Linked DNA regions of Mus musculus: region 2 is linked to region 1. The links are chromatin contacts, called in public HiChIP or PLAC-seq maps. All regions are on one chromosome and are shown on one strand. The core of a region is the stretch at or near the end of the contact, and the rest is flanking DNA. Distances in the headings are between cores, read along the strand shown.

Region 1 (5,736 bases), core at 1,791-4,290:
ATATGAAATATCCATATCCGCAGCCCTGTGTGCACACTCATGCACACAATCCCTCAATGGGGTGGGCATGTGTCTTGTTGCTGTGCAGCTCAGCAGAATATGCAGTGAAAACAGCTCCAGCAAAGGAGAGGGAAGGGAAGAGATCTAAATCAGGATAGCATAAATAAGCCTGTGGCAGGCGGAGGAACCCAAACATCTAATAACACCAGGGGAAAGTCACTGCAGAATTTATATAAAAACAGTATATCAGAAAAGCCATTTGAGAGACCTTGAAGAGGCAGGACTATCACACACACACACACACACACACACACACACACTTGTTTACTACTCTGTGGTTTGAATGTGTAAGAATTGTTCTTTTGTGAAGAACTGGAGGTCAATTTGATTATTTGCTGGCACCAATCAGCCCCTTTTATCTCACCATTGTAGTTGTGCACTCTGTCCATTCTCTCTCTCTCTCTCTCTCTCTCTCTGTGTGTGTGTGTGTGTGTGTGTGTGTGTGAATTATATCTGACCTACGCTTGTAATTGTCCATTAATAGTTTCATTGTGACCAGTTTACACTTGCATCTTTCGTCTTCTTTCCTAGACTTTATTGCCATCATATTTCAGTCATAAACACAGGGTGGAGGAAACAACTCAGTCAGTAAAATGCTTTATGCTCCAGCCTGAGGGCTTAAGTTCGATTCTCAGCACTTACATTAAAGCTTGGGGTAATGGGGTGGCAGTGTATTTCTCTGGCCCCAGTTCTGGGGAGGCAGTAAAAGGGAGATCCCTGGCGCTCGATAGCCAGGGAGTCTAGCCGAAACAGTAAGCTCGAGGTCCAGTAAGAGTCTCTCTCAATATATAAGGTGGAAACTGACAGAGAAAGACAGCCAGTGTTAACCTTGGGTGTCCACAGCATGCAGAGTTGCACACACAGAAATATATGCACCCTTATAAACACAGAGAGGGGGAAATAAGTCATAAACAAACCCCTCAATTTATTTTAAATCCCTATATTTCTTTTACTCCCCCTGAGCCTCTGCCAGGATATATAAGATACGTAAGCATGGATTTGCTGTAGCTACTTTCTGTTCGTGGTTGGCCTAGTTTGAAGCATAATTTCTACCCTTTCTTCCCTTTCTTTGGTCAACAGCTTCTTTCTTCTGGGTAAGCTCATTCTTCAAGACTGCAGTAGCATGGTAAGAATTTCCAGGGAACTTCATCCAGTCCCCATGGCTCAGTGCAGGAGAGGCTGAACCAGAAGATGTATGACCAGGAAGTTTGCTTCTTCTACTGGTTGCACTGAGCAGGGTCCCATCTGCTGATGACTGGGCAGCTGTTTCAGACAGAATGCCTGACCCTAGAAGGCAGTTAGCCATTCTGTAAGGAGGGGGATACAAGCACAAGTTTCACACTGGGGCCTCACCCTAGTGTTCTCACCTGGCAACTCCTGTTCTACTACTGTCTTGTCTCATTCCTGAAGAGACCTACTTCCAACTTCCAGCAGCATCTGGCTCCACAGCTTCTGAGAGGCTCGTCAATCACACCACTCAGTAAGACATCGTGTTGTGGCTACTGTGTGTCCTTCAGTGAGCCAGATGCTACAGGCAATAAACTGGAAAATGTAAAGCATGCTTTCGGCCCCTCTGCAGCTTATGTTCTCATTAGAGGGAATTCAGAAATATGAAAATCCATGACTGAACACCCAGCACATCCCTCTATATGCCCATCTTTGTTTTCAGTATCCACTCTCTTTTGTTTTGACTGAAAGCAAAGGGTATGCATGATTCCTCTCCTCCATGATGATCCTTGCCATGGCGTTTCATATCTGTGGTAGGTAGTCAGCTAGCTGCTCCCAGAGAGATGCTAACATTTGGATCTTGAATGTCCCTCAAATAGCCACGTGTTAAAGGGTCAGTCTCCAAGGTAGTTCTATTGGCATGTGATAGAATCTTTGAACAGGAGGTCTTAGGAAAGGGTCATTGGAAGCAGACCTTTGACAGGGGTTATGTACCTCAGAGCTCCTTCCCCAGTCACTGTTTGTATTTCTGGAGGATGTGGTAGGCAGTTTTGCTCTGCCATTCGTCCCTGCTATACTACCCAGCACCCTCCTCAGAGGCTTAAAGGCAATGCATCCACCCAACCAGAGAATGGAACTTCTAAAGCATGAACCAATATAAACCTTTCCTCTTCATGAGTTGCTTATTATGGATATTTTGTTACAATGCTAGAAAACTGACTAATACAGGACTAAGAGAACTTTACCAATTTAATTTGATTCAAAATTTGTGAATATTTCTCAGTGTTACCAACACGAAGAAACTTTATTTCTGAACTAAGTATGCATCTTTGAATTTTCCTCTACTTGAGAAAAGTCTCCGGCCTCCTGGACCATGAATCTTTTCTCTAGCAGGTCTAATATTGGCAATTTTCCCTCCTTTGGACGGTGTATCTTTGTTCCTAGGGAGGCCTGACTTTCATTCTCTTTTGTCACCTTTTAGGTAAAGAAGTCTGAGTTTTGAATACAAATGAGATTTGATAGAACATACTAGCATGCTAGAATTTCTAAGATAAGAATGCAGACAAGACTCATGGTTTCCCATCCAATCTTCATTCTGTGAGTTGAGATGGGGAAGAGAGAGGGAGAGAAAGAGATGTAGTTCCCCAACCAACCAACCTTCTGTGAGGTAAGATGTTAAGGAAGAAGAAAAAGGGAGGGGGGAGGAAAGAATGGAGGGAATAAGAGAGAAGGGAGGGGAGGAGGGAGGGAAGAAAGGGAAGAAAGAGGGACTGAGGGGGGAAGACAGAGAGAGAGAGAGTGTGTGGCATAGTGGCACGGAGCAAGACTGGTTGGCCAAAGTGTCCCCAGCTGTGCCTCACAGAAGGCTGTATCTTCTATGTGTAGGAGGAACATGAAAATGTCTTAAAATATGCCAAGCGTGAGTGAGTAAGGGCCTGAAAGCAGAAACAAGAATGAGTGGTGAGAAGATCATAGTGGGGAAGCAAGGCTTGCCTGAGCTGGACCATTTATGAGTCATGAAATTGGGTGACTAAACTCAGATTCCAAAAGGCCTTGGCCACCAAACAATGTAAACAATGGAGATCAGAGCAGTGTGGTCCTTATGGACATCAGACACCCTTTGATGTTTTAAAGCTGAGACATAATTCAATGCTCAGGTTGAGAGTTGTGGCCAGATGCCTTACATTTCTCTTGGGCCCGTTGCCTGATCTATCTTGGACTCCAAACACACTGGCATGCAGATTTTCTTGGATTCTTTATTTTGCTTTGAATGTACACAGTGGAGAACTCGATGTGAGCTTGGCTGGTTGCTCTAAAGGAAAGGGCTGTGTTGTGTATGCATCTGTTGATGCAACTGGTACCCAGACCATCTGTGGGTGGTTCCTGCCATTCTTAGCAACCTTCCTCTCTTGGAGAATGAAGGGTGCTACGTTGAGTCACTTGGTGGCCACCGAATTTTATTTTTGGAATGTGTCCTAGATATAGCAGGCGTCCCACTCACCATGCAGAAGAAAATGCCCTTTGAGAAGAGGATCCCTATTTGCCTGACAACAGCACTCTGGTACAGCAATCTCTCTCTTTTGTCAGAGGTTGAATGGAGAGATGCTCAGCCTTTGATATCTGCTAGCTGGAGCCCAGGGAGAACCTAAGCACCATGGGGTGCTCCCAGCCTGACTTGCACTTATCTGTCACTCCATGAGAAGCACATCACCATTTCAGTGTTCCAGAAGAATCAGAATATCAACATTTAAGAGCTACAAGGAACATTATCCCCTTGACAGCAGTTCCAGTAAAGGGTCATTCTGCTGATTCTTTCTAGCTTCCTCTTCAGAAAACTCACCACCCCACAAAGAATTATAATTCATGGTGCCCAGATAACTCATCATGCTGGTGGAAACACTGAACTATGTATCTAGAGCTAACCAAAAATAACTATGGGGCCAACTGATCCATCTCTAGGAACTTGTTTAAAGGAATAAATGAATGAATGAGTATGGATGGATAAATTTAGGGTATTCATTTCTCTGTGTGTGCACTAGTAGAGGATCCTGTTTGGAAACCTGTTTGTGAATGCTAAATATCAATATAGAGAGCAAAGAATAGCTAACAATTTTAGCCCTTGCTGTGTGCCAGGCACATTCCTGAAAATCTTCCATGTATTATTTTCATTGATCCTTGACTCAGTCCTGGCTGCTTGGTGGAGCATGTACATGTGTGCTAGGTGCACTCAGGAGTGAGCACTTCGAGATTTTGATAAGCAGCTGGAGGTGCCTCCCTTCTGACACCTCTTCCAGGAAGGCTCCTGAATTCTTTTTTTCTTTTTTTCTCCCTCGGTGCTGTTAAACTAACATGTTGGCCCAGGCCAGTCACCTTTCAGAGCAGGTGGGAGTTTTGGGGACTTTGGGGAGAAGCACAAAGAAAGCCTGGAGGGAGGAAACTGAATCTCGCTGGTTTGTCATAAGTGTCTTTCTAGCAAATGCATTTTCCTGCGTAGTTGTTTCCCATGTCTTGGGAAACCTAAGTCCTTCAGAGCTATCTTCTTCTCTCAGTCCTAGAGTAGGGATAGCCCATTATTTAGAGTGCTGTATGGTGAGCCAGGATCGCTACAGCATTCTACTTTTTTTCTAACTTTCGGACTAGTGCTCAACTTTCCTGGACCCTCTCTGTGCCTGGGACAGGACTGAGAACTCTTCTCAGTTGCACTAATCTCCCTCCATAAAGGAGGATGGGTTCATACAGCAAGAGAGCTTTTACTTTGTTCTGATCTTGAAACTTGACCATTTTTTTTTACTATCAAGCCCAATTTCAATAATATAGAATTGGTTTCTTATTAAATCATAGGAAAAAGATATCAAGCGTGGTAGGTATTGTACTTTAAGTTGATTACAAAAAGCATTTATTGAGGTTTAACCACTAGGAAGTGGATAGAAAATCAATTACACGGTAGTTAAGCATCCAATAATATGTGTTTTAATGAACAATTCATACTTAACACCTCTTATGAAATAATGAGCTGTGTTGGAGTTTGGGGACAACCAAGCAACACTTGGGATATCTGGGCTGACTCTCAAGGGACCCTGGACCATGTTTGATCAAATAGCATCTCAGAGCTTTGGACCAATGATATATGAGGGCTGGTTCACTGTCTGTGCTAGCCTCACGCCTCAGCACTTACTACATAAATAGACATACAACTTCTTGGAGTTTCCCCATGGAGACTGAAAAAAAATGTGCAGAGGTCAGACTGGCCTGACGAGTGACCAGGGTAGGATTCCTAGGTTGAGTGGTACTGTGCTCTGAAACATCAGCATTCCAGGTTTCCTGGGTGCATAAAAACAGTGTAACTCTTCTCAGCCTGTAACAGCTGCTGAGACCCACCCTCCACTGATGGCCACAGTGTCTCCCACATGAAGTGTCAGAGTCAGATCCAGGACTCTCAGACTGGAAGCTGTGTGTGTGCCAGTTGTATGTACACATATAACTCAGCTCATTACAATCCAGGCTTCTCCTTTAAGACTACTCTGACAAAGCAGATGTGATTTTTAGATCAGAAGGAGCTGGAGAGTTTCAGAATTTGTCAAGACATTCACATTTCCAGCTATATTGAGAATTGGTCTGGAATTCTCTGACTCTACTTCCATTCCAGAGTCTATAGTAAGTGGTATTAGGCATAAAGGAGTCTGCTGGTTTTGTTGTCATTATTGTGTGTGTTTGAGGTACGTATGTATT
Region 2 (5,736 bases), core at 1,559-4,058, 470 kb after region 1:
TAGCAAACTCCTCTGGACAAGCTCCTTTACCAGAGAGGATGCTCAGCTTGGCCAGCCTGCCCTGCACAGGACAGTGAGATTGTCAGCCTTTCCTGAGAAGCTGTGGGAGCCACGGGGAAGATTCTGTAGGACTTGCTGGGAGAGTTGCTGGGAGTCTAGGAAGTGAGAAGAGAATCCTGGTGATCCCTTGCCACAGATACCTTAGTAAGCCCTCGAATCTCACTTAAACGGATTCCAATGGTGAAGACCAGATATACCCTGAAAATTGACGACACCCCTAAACAGCAGGAAGTAGCTTAAGAGACACAACACCCTTATTCCCTCTTCACCATTGGTTTCCCCTCTCCTTTTCTCCCTTTCTTTTTATAATAACAAGAAGGGAGGAATGTTAGCATCAGGACACTCCAAGCCCAGGCCTAACTATGTGATCCTTGACCTGCATTGCCAGGACAATGACCCTCAATCCCACAATCCACTTGGCTCAGTTCACACCCTCACTGGTGTGACATCATTTTCCGTATAAATTAGGGAATCACCCCCTTCTCGCGCTCTCTCTTTCTTCTCTTTCTTCTCTCCCCCCTCTTTCTCTCTTTTTCCTCTTCTGTGCCCTTCTACCTGCTTCACCGCCCCTCTATCTCTGCACAATAAACCTCTCCCATGTGGAACCACCTTGAAAACAAAAAAAAAAAAAAGAAAATCGAAATTAATGTGGATAATGTACTTACCTGTATTGCTCAGTTTCCTATCAATGTAGCAAAAATCTGAGACAAACAAACAAACAAACAAAAAAGGTTTATTTCAGTCCACAATTTGAGATGATCCACTTCACAATCAGGAGGTCCCATTGTTTTAAGAGGGCACCTCATAGCAGGACTTTGTGCTCATGGAAGCACCTCCCCAAGGGCCAGGGAACAAGGAATAAAGAGGAGACTGGGATCTCACAAGCCCCACAAGGCCTCTGTTAGACTTCCCACTGCCCCCACCCACCTCAAAATTCCCAGTTCCTCCTCAATAGCATGTGTCTGAGGAACAAGTCGTTAACCCATGACCCTGGGGGTGGAAGGAGGCTTAAGTTCCACAGTATAGCACCACAATGTTCCCTGTAACTCCAAATAAAAAGATGCACAGGCCAGCCACTCCTGTGCCAGAAGAGCCACCTGATTGCATTCTCCCTTCTGGAAGTAGGAGACAAGGTTGGGAGAATAGACACAAGTGGCCACCTGCTGCTCAGAAGTGGGGGTTCTTTGCTGGCATCTGCCGATAGCAACCCCGCTCAGCCCTGTGCCCACACTTGGCACCCAACCTGAGCAGCAGCTCACAGACAGAATCTGGGAGAGCTCAGAACAGGAGGACATAGTCACTCCCTGGGGTGCCCCACACATGTATCCTCCATAGCCTCTGAGAAACTGCCTTCTGACTGCATTTTCTGAGACTGAATCCACAGAGAATCCTTGTGAACGTCTGGTACCCGGGCACTCATTGCCAGGCACTAGGTCAGGAGATGATGCCCCAGGTACTAAGGCCATGAGAGCTTGGCGCCCTCTAACTCAGCCAGGGAGTGTACTCTAGCCAGGCTTCCAGGACCTGTTGAGGAAAAGCTCACCCTCCCTTCCCCTGCACTTTGGAAGATGCCTGGAAGTGCTGGACCCAGGCTTGGGAGCTACAGGGAATACAGTGTCAGGATGAGCCAACCTCTGGGGAAAGCATGAGACTGACTACTTGAGAAGGAAAAAGCCACCAGACCAACAGGCTGTTCCCTGGGCCTAGGTCTACTTCTCTGCATCTCTGCAGACCTTCAGTCCTGCTAGGCCCATTTTTCTGTTCTCCCCATGTCTGTCTGTCTGTCTGCCTGTCTGTCTGTCTCTCTCTCTCTCTCTCTCTCTGTCCCCATCCCCATTTTCCTGTGTTCTTTGTTTCATGTGTTCTTTCTCTCCAATATCCTATCATTTCCTACATGTTAAGTCTCCCTGACTTTCTTGAGTTATGTATCTTAGTCTGGGTGTGTCTGTAAACAGCCTCATCTCACTCTTTATTCCCCCTCCCTACCCCCATCTCTAGGTTTCTCCTTTTCTTACCCTTCTGCAAGCCTCAGTAGGTGCCCCCCCCCATCTCTATATCTGTCTTTGTCTGTCTAGGGTGTCTGTCTTTCCCTGTGATTGCCACTTCCAGTTTCAGTGTTATAAGCTTTGCCTCCCTCAGTTTGCCATGACCACCACCAAACCACATGGGTCCCTCTGTGGGCTCCCCATCTCCCACTTTCCACCTCCTCCACCTCAGACCATTTAGCATTTCATTCAGAGTGTGGCTTCTTATCCTGTCAGATGAGAAAACAAACTGTCCCTACTCAGGATGCTGAGGGCTTGCTGACACCAGTCAGCACTCAGCAGAGATGAAAGGATGGAAATGCTGCCTTCGAGTTACCCGAGGCTCCACAGCCTTTACATGGAGAGAATAAACAGACATTTCACAAACAGAAAAGCTTGTACTGTGTGTGGGTTGAGTGGCCCTTCCCACCACTCCCCTCAAGTGGAGTGGAAGTTGAAGCTAAGCCCCATGTCTGGGGCCAGGGAAGCCAGTGCACCAGAGATGGATGTTCAGTTTAGTTCCAGCCCTGAGTCATAGAGGGACCAGCACTCAGCACCTAGGGCTATCTGAAGCAGCTACTTCTAGGGAGCAAAGTCGCCTCCTGATGAGGCCTCCCTCACTCTTCAGGGAACCCCTGGGTGACAGGATCCCAGGTTTTGCCCTTCCCTGACTCCCTGCCCTATTCTTTCCCCATCTGTATGTGAGTCTCTTCTCCCTGCAGATCCACCGCTTGTCAACTTGTCCGTGGAACCACAGCCGGTATTGGAGGACAACATCGTCACGTTCCACTGCTCTGCAAAGGCCAACCCAGCTGTCACCCAGTACAGGTGAGCATCACTGCTGTGAAGACAGCCTGGTCTAAGGCTCCTCCACCCCAGTGCCTGTCATGTGGAATGTCACACATGGCCACAGTGTTGCTTCACAGCAGGTGCCCAAACAGCCTTCCCTCTCCCCTACATGCCAGACCCACCTACTGGCCAAGCAGACACTCTCTTCCGTTCAAGCTCAAATGCACCCCACCCCACCCCCGCCGCCAAGGAATCAGGGGTGCCTCTCCTCTTTCAATGGCTTGTTTATTTCATATTTCTAAAATGACAGAACAAGGCTGAGACACATGTTGAAATCGCTAGCAGAATGGATAAGTCAGTGTACTTAGCACTGCATAGTTGGCCAGAGCCCAAAGGGCACCTGGAATCCTGCAGAGCCACCCCTCACCCTGTATCCTCATCCACAGAACTGATAAAGGCATCACTGTTTTTCACATGCCTGTCTCCGCCTTCTGACCGAGTTTCTCAGAGGCAAGAACTGCAATTTAGTCACTTATGGCTCTCAGCATGCGGCGTATCGCATGGCATAAACTAGGCATTCCTTACATGCATCTGACTGATCAAATAAACCTTCAGAGCAGCTCCTCTGGGCACTGCCTGTGCTTATCATCACATGGCATTCCAGAAACTAAGTGATCTCAAAGGTTGATGTTTTGTAGAGCTTCCCATGACTCTAACATCCCACCAACCCAGGCTTGATGGCAGAGCCCAGGACATCACTTCCACGATGGATACGAGCTATTAAGCTGCAGCTTCTGCAAGTGGCAAGAATGCTAATGGTCCCGGCCAAGGAAGGCAATGACTAGGGATATGGAGGAGAGGGATATAAGACATGAGATATGAGGCTGAGCGGTCCCAGCAGGTGGGAGAAAGGGCAATGGGCCACAGAGAAAGCCATGGTAGACTCAGGGTGGACATAGTGAACTGCTCTGGCGCCCTGCAGCGTGGATAATAGAGCAGCATTGGAGCCAGAAATTGGGAAGTCCTACAGTCTCTCTATCCATCCCTTCTGAGTTAACCCTCGCCCCACTGGAAGCAAGAAGATCAGATGGCCTCTGATATCATCCACCAGAAAGACAGGGAGCTTCCTACTCCCAGGAATCCTATTGTCCAATCAGATCCTGAGGCTGGTTTGGCCTGGATCTGGAACTATCCAGAAGTGACAGAAGATGCAGAAGGAACTAAAAAGGTGCTTTTCTCTGGGCTTCTAACTGTCCCTGACATCCCCGTGTTTCTCTCCTGTCTGTGCCCAGCTCTCAGCTCACAGTCCCTAGACAGGGGTACTCTTCCCAGGAGATACTTCAAATGCCAGCTCCTTTCTCATCCATAAGCATCCCCCACCAGACAGGCAGACAGCCTGTCCATTGACCATCACCACAGTCCCCCAAAATGCCTAAGGAACCTAAGAGACTGAGACACTCAACTCCCCATTTCCCTGTCACTGCCAGACTCTCTGTCTAGGGGCTCAGTGAGCTGTTGAGCAGAAAGCATGGCAGCATGCCCCAGATAGTCAGCAGGCTTCACCCAAAAAGGCCTGAGCCCTCCACCTGCCTTCTGACCTCAGCAGGGTACCTAGCTGCTGAGTCTGACTGAAAGACCCAGAACAGCAAGAAGAAGGATAGAGTATGGGCACACACAGGGACGTCATTTTGAAACGTGCACCATCAAACATGAACTACTAGCAAATCTAGGTGAAGAAAAGATGGCAGCTAGTTGAAATTCAACCTTCTTCTTTCTCCTTGAGATTTTTACCTCTTCAAGCTAACAATGTAATAAATGAACACAGAGAGAACATGCAATTCCCCTAGACTACTGGGTTCTGTAGGACTCCCTCCCTTCCTCTCCTACGCTGAAGCATTCTGCATCCTCCATGAGTTCCTGGTAAAAAAGGAGAGACAAGAGTGATTGGGATCCCTGCAGATGGTCACTATTCTTATTTACTGCCAATCCTTAGAGCCTTTTGATTAGCTGAAGTGTCTATGGTTGTGGAAGGACCAGCTTGGACTTGCTTTAGGTCCCAAAAGGACTTGGGAGCTCTTTTGGCCCTGAGGAAGAGGTGGGGAAACTGGGCTGAGCTCTAAAGGCAAGGAAAGATTTGAGCTCCTGTTCAGCCCCTTCTCCCCAAAGAGGTCTTGCCAGCAACATCCCAGATTCATTTTCCACATAGTGCTGAGACCCAGGAGAAAAATGCCTTAAACAAATCTTTATCGTAACTACATTGGTTTTTCCCAAATGACGTTGACAAGATTACAGGGATCTTTGTTTCTTCCATTCGTTTATCTTGATCACTTCCTCCTGGGTTCATCTAAGAGGCTGTAATCTCTGAAATTAGACATGTATCCTCTCTCAACCCTACCCTGGGATAGGAAGCTACCACTCCACTGCCTGAAGGAACCCAGGGACCAGGCTCAAACACAACAAGAAATGCTCTGGGCTTTATTCTCTGAGGTCTTTGACAGATAAGGGATTAAAAAGAACACAACTGCCCAGATGAAGCATGCAGGGGCTGTTTGACACACCAACCTGCAGCTGTGACATGTTTGGTCTCTTGATTCTGTGATATAAATAATTAATCCTCTTACATTTGTTCAGACCAAATTAGACATTGATTGGAAAGGCTTAAGCAGTCCAAGCAGGATCTGGGAGAGATGGTGATGATGAGGTGGCAGACTGGGCAGAGGCGGTGAGCTACAAACTGGGAGGAAAGAGATGGGATAAGCAGGAAGCTGCTCTTTGGATCCCAGATCCTATGGCCCAAGACTGGAATGAGATATTCTTATCTCATGTGCTTCTTGACGGGCCTTCAGAGATCTGTTTAATGTGT

The links. HiChIP or PLAC-seq counts read pairs in DNA pulled down with a chosen protein or histone mark.
Region 2: a contact with region 1 is called in an HNF4G HiChIP or PLAC-seq map of pancreatic cancer cells, with 10 times the contacts expected there. The contact joins the promoter of Kirrel3os here to the enhancer-like site in region 1. A contact is called at or near these places in 3 of 115 datasets of contacts at active chromatin or transcription factors (embryonic basal ganglia, pancreatic cancer cells and stem cell-derived neural progenitor cells) and 1 of 9 other capture datasets (adipose tissue).

What each region holds. Positions count from the first base shown.
Region 1 is chr9:34,535,776-34,541,511 of GRCm38.p6, forward strand. The region is part of intron 1 of Kirrel3 (kirre like nephrin family adhesion molecule 3); the gene reads left to right. Among named protein-coding and RNA genes, the nearest start is that of Kirrel3, 50 kb to the left of the region's middle. Within about 2 kb of position 3,041, at least 25 of the 459 cell types and tissues checked have an H3K27ac peak or open chromatin away from gene starts, as enhancers often do. A contact at or near this core is called in pancreatic cancer cells, where this site is marked.
Region 2 is chr9:35,004,887-35,010,622 of GRCm38.p6, forward strand. It overlaps Kirrel3os (a long non-coding RNA gene), which reads right to left and starts at 2,809. Exons shown (of 16, transcript XR_003948304.1): 1 at 726-2,809; 2 at 31-155. It overlaps Kirrel3 (kirre like nephrin family adhesion molecule 3), which reads left to right. Exons shown (of 17, transcript NM_001190911.1): 7 at 2,807-2,912.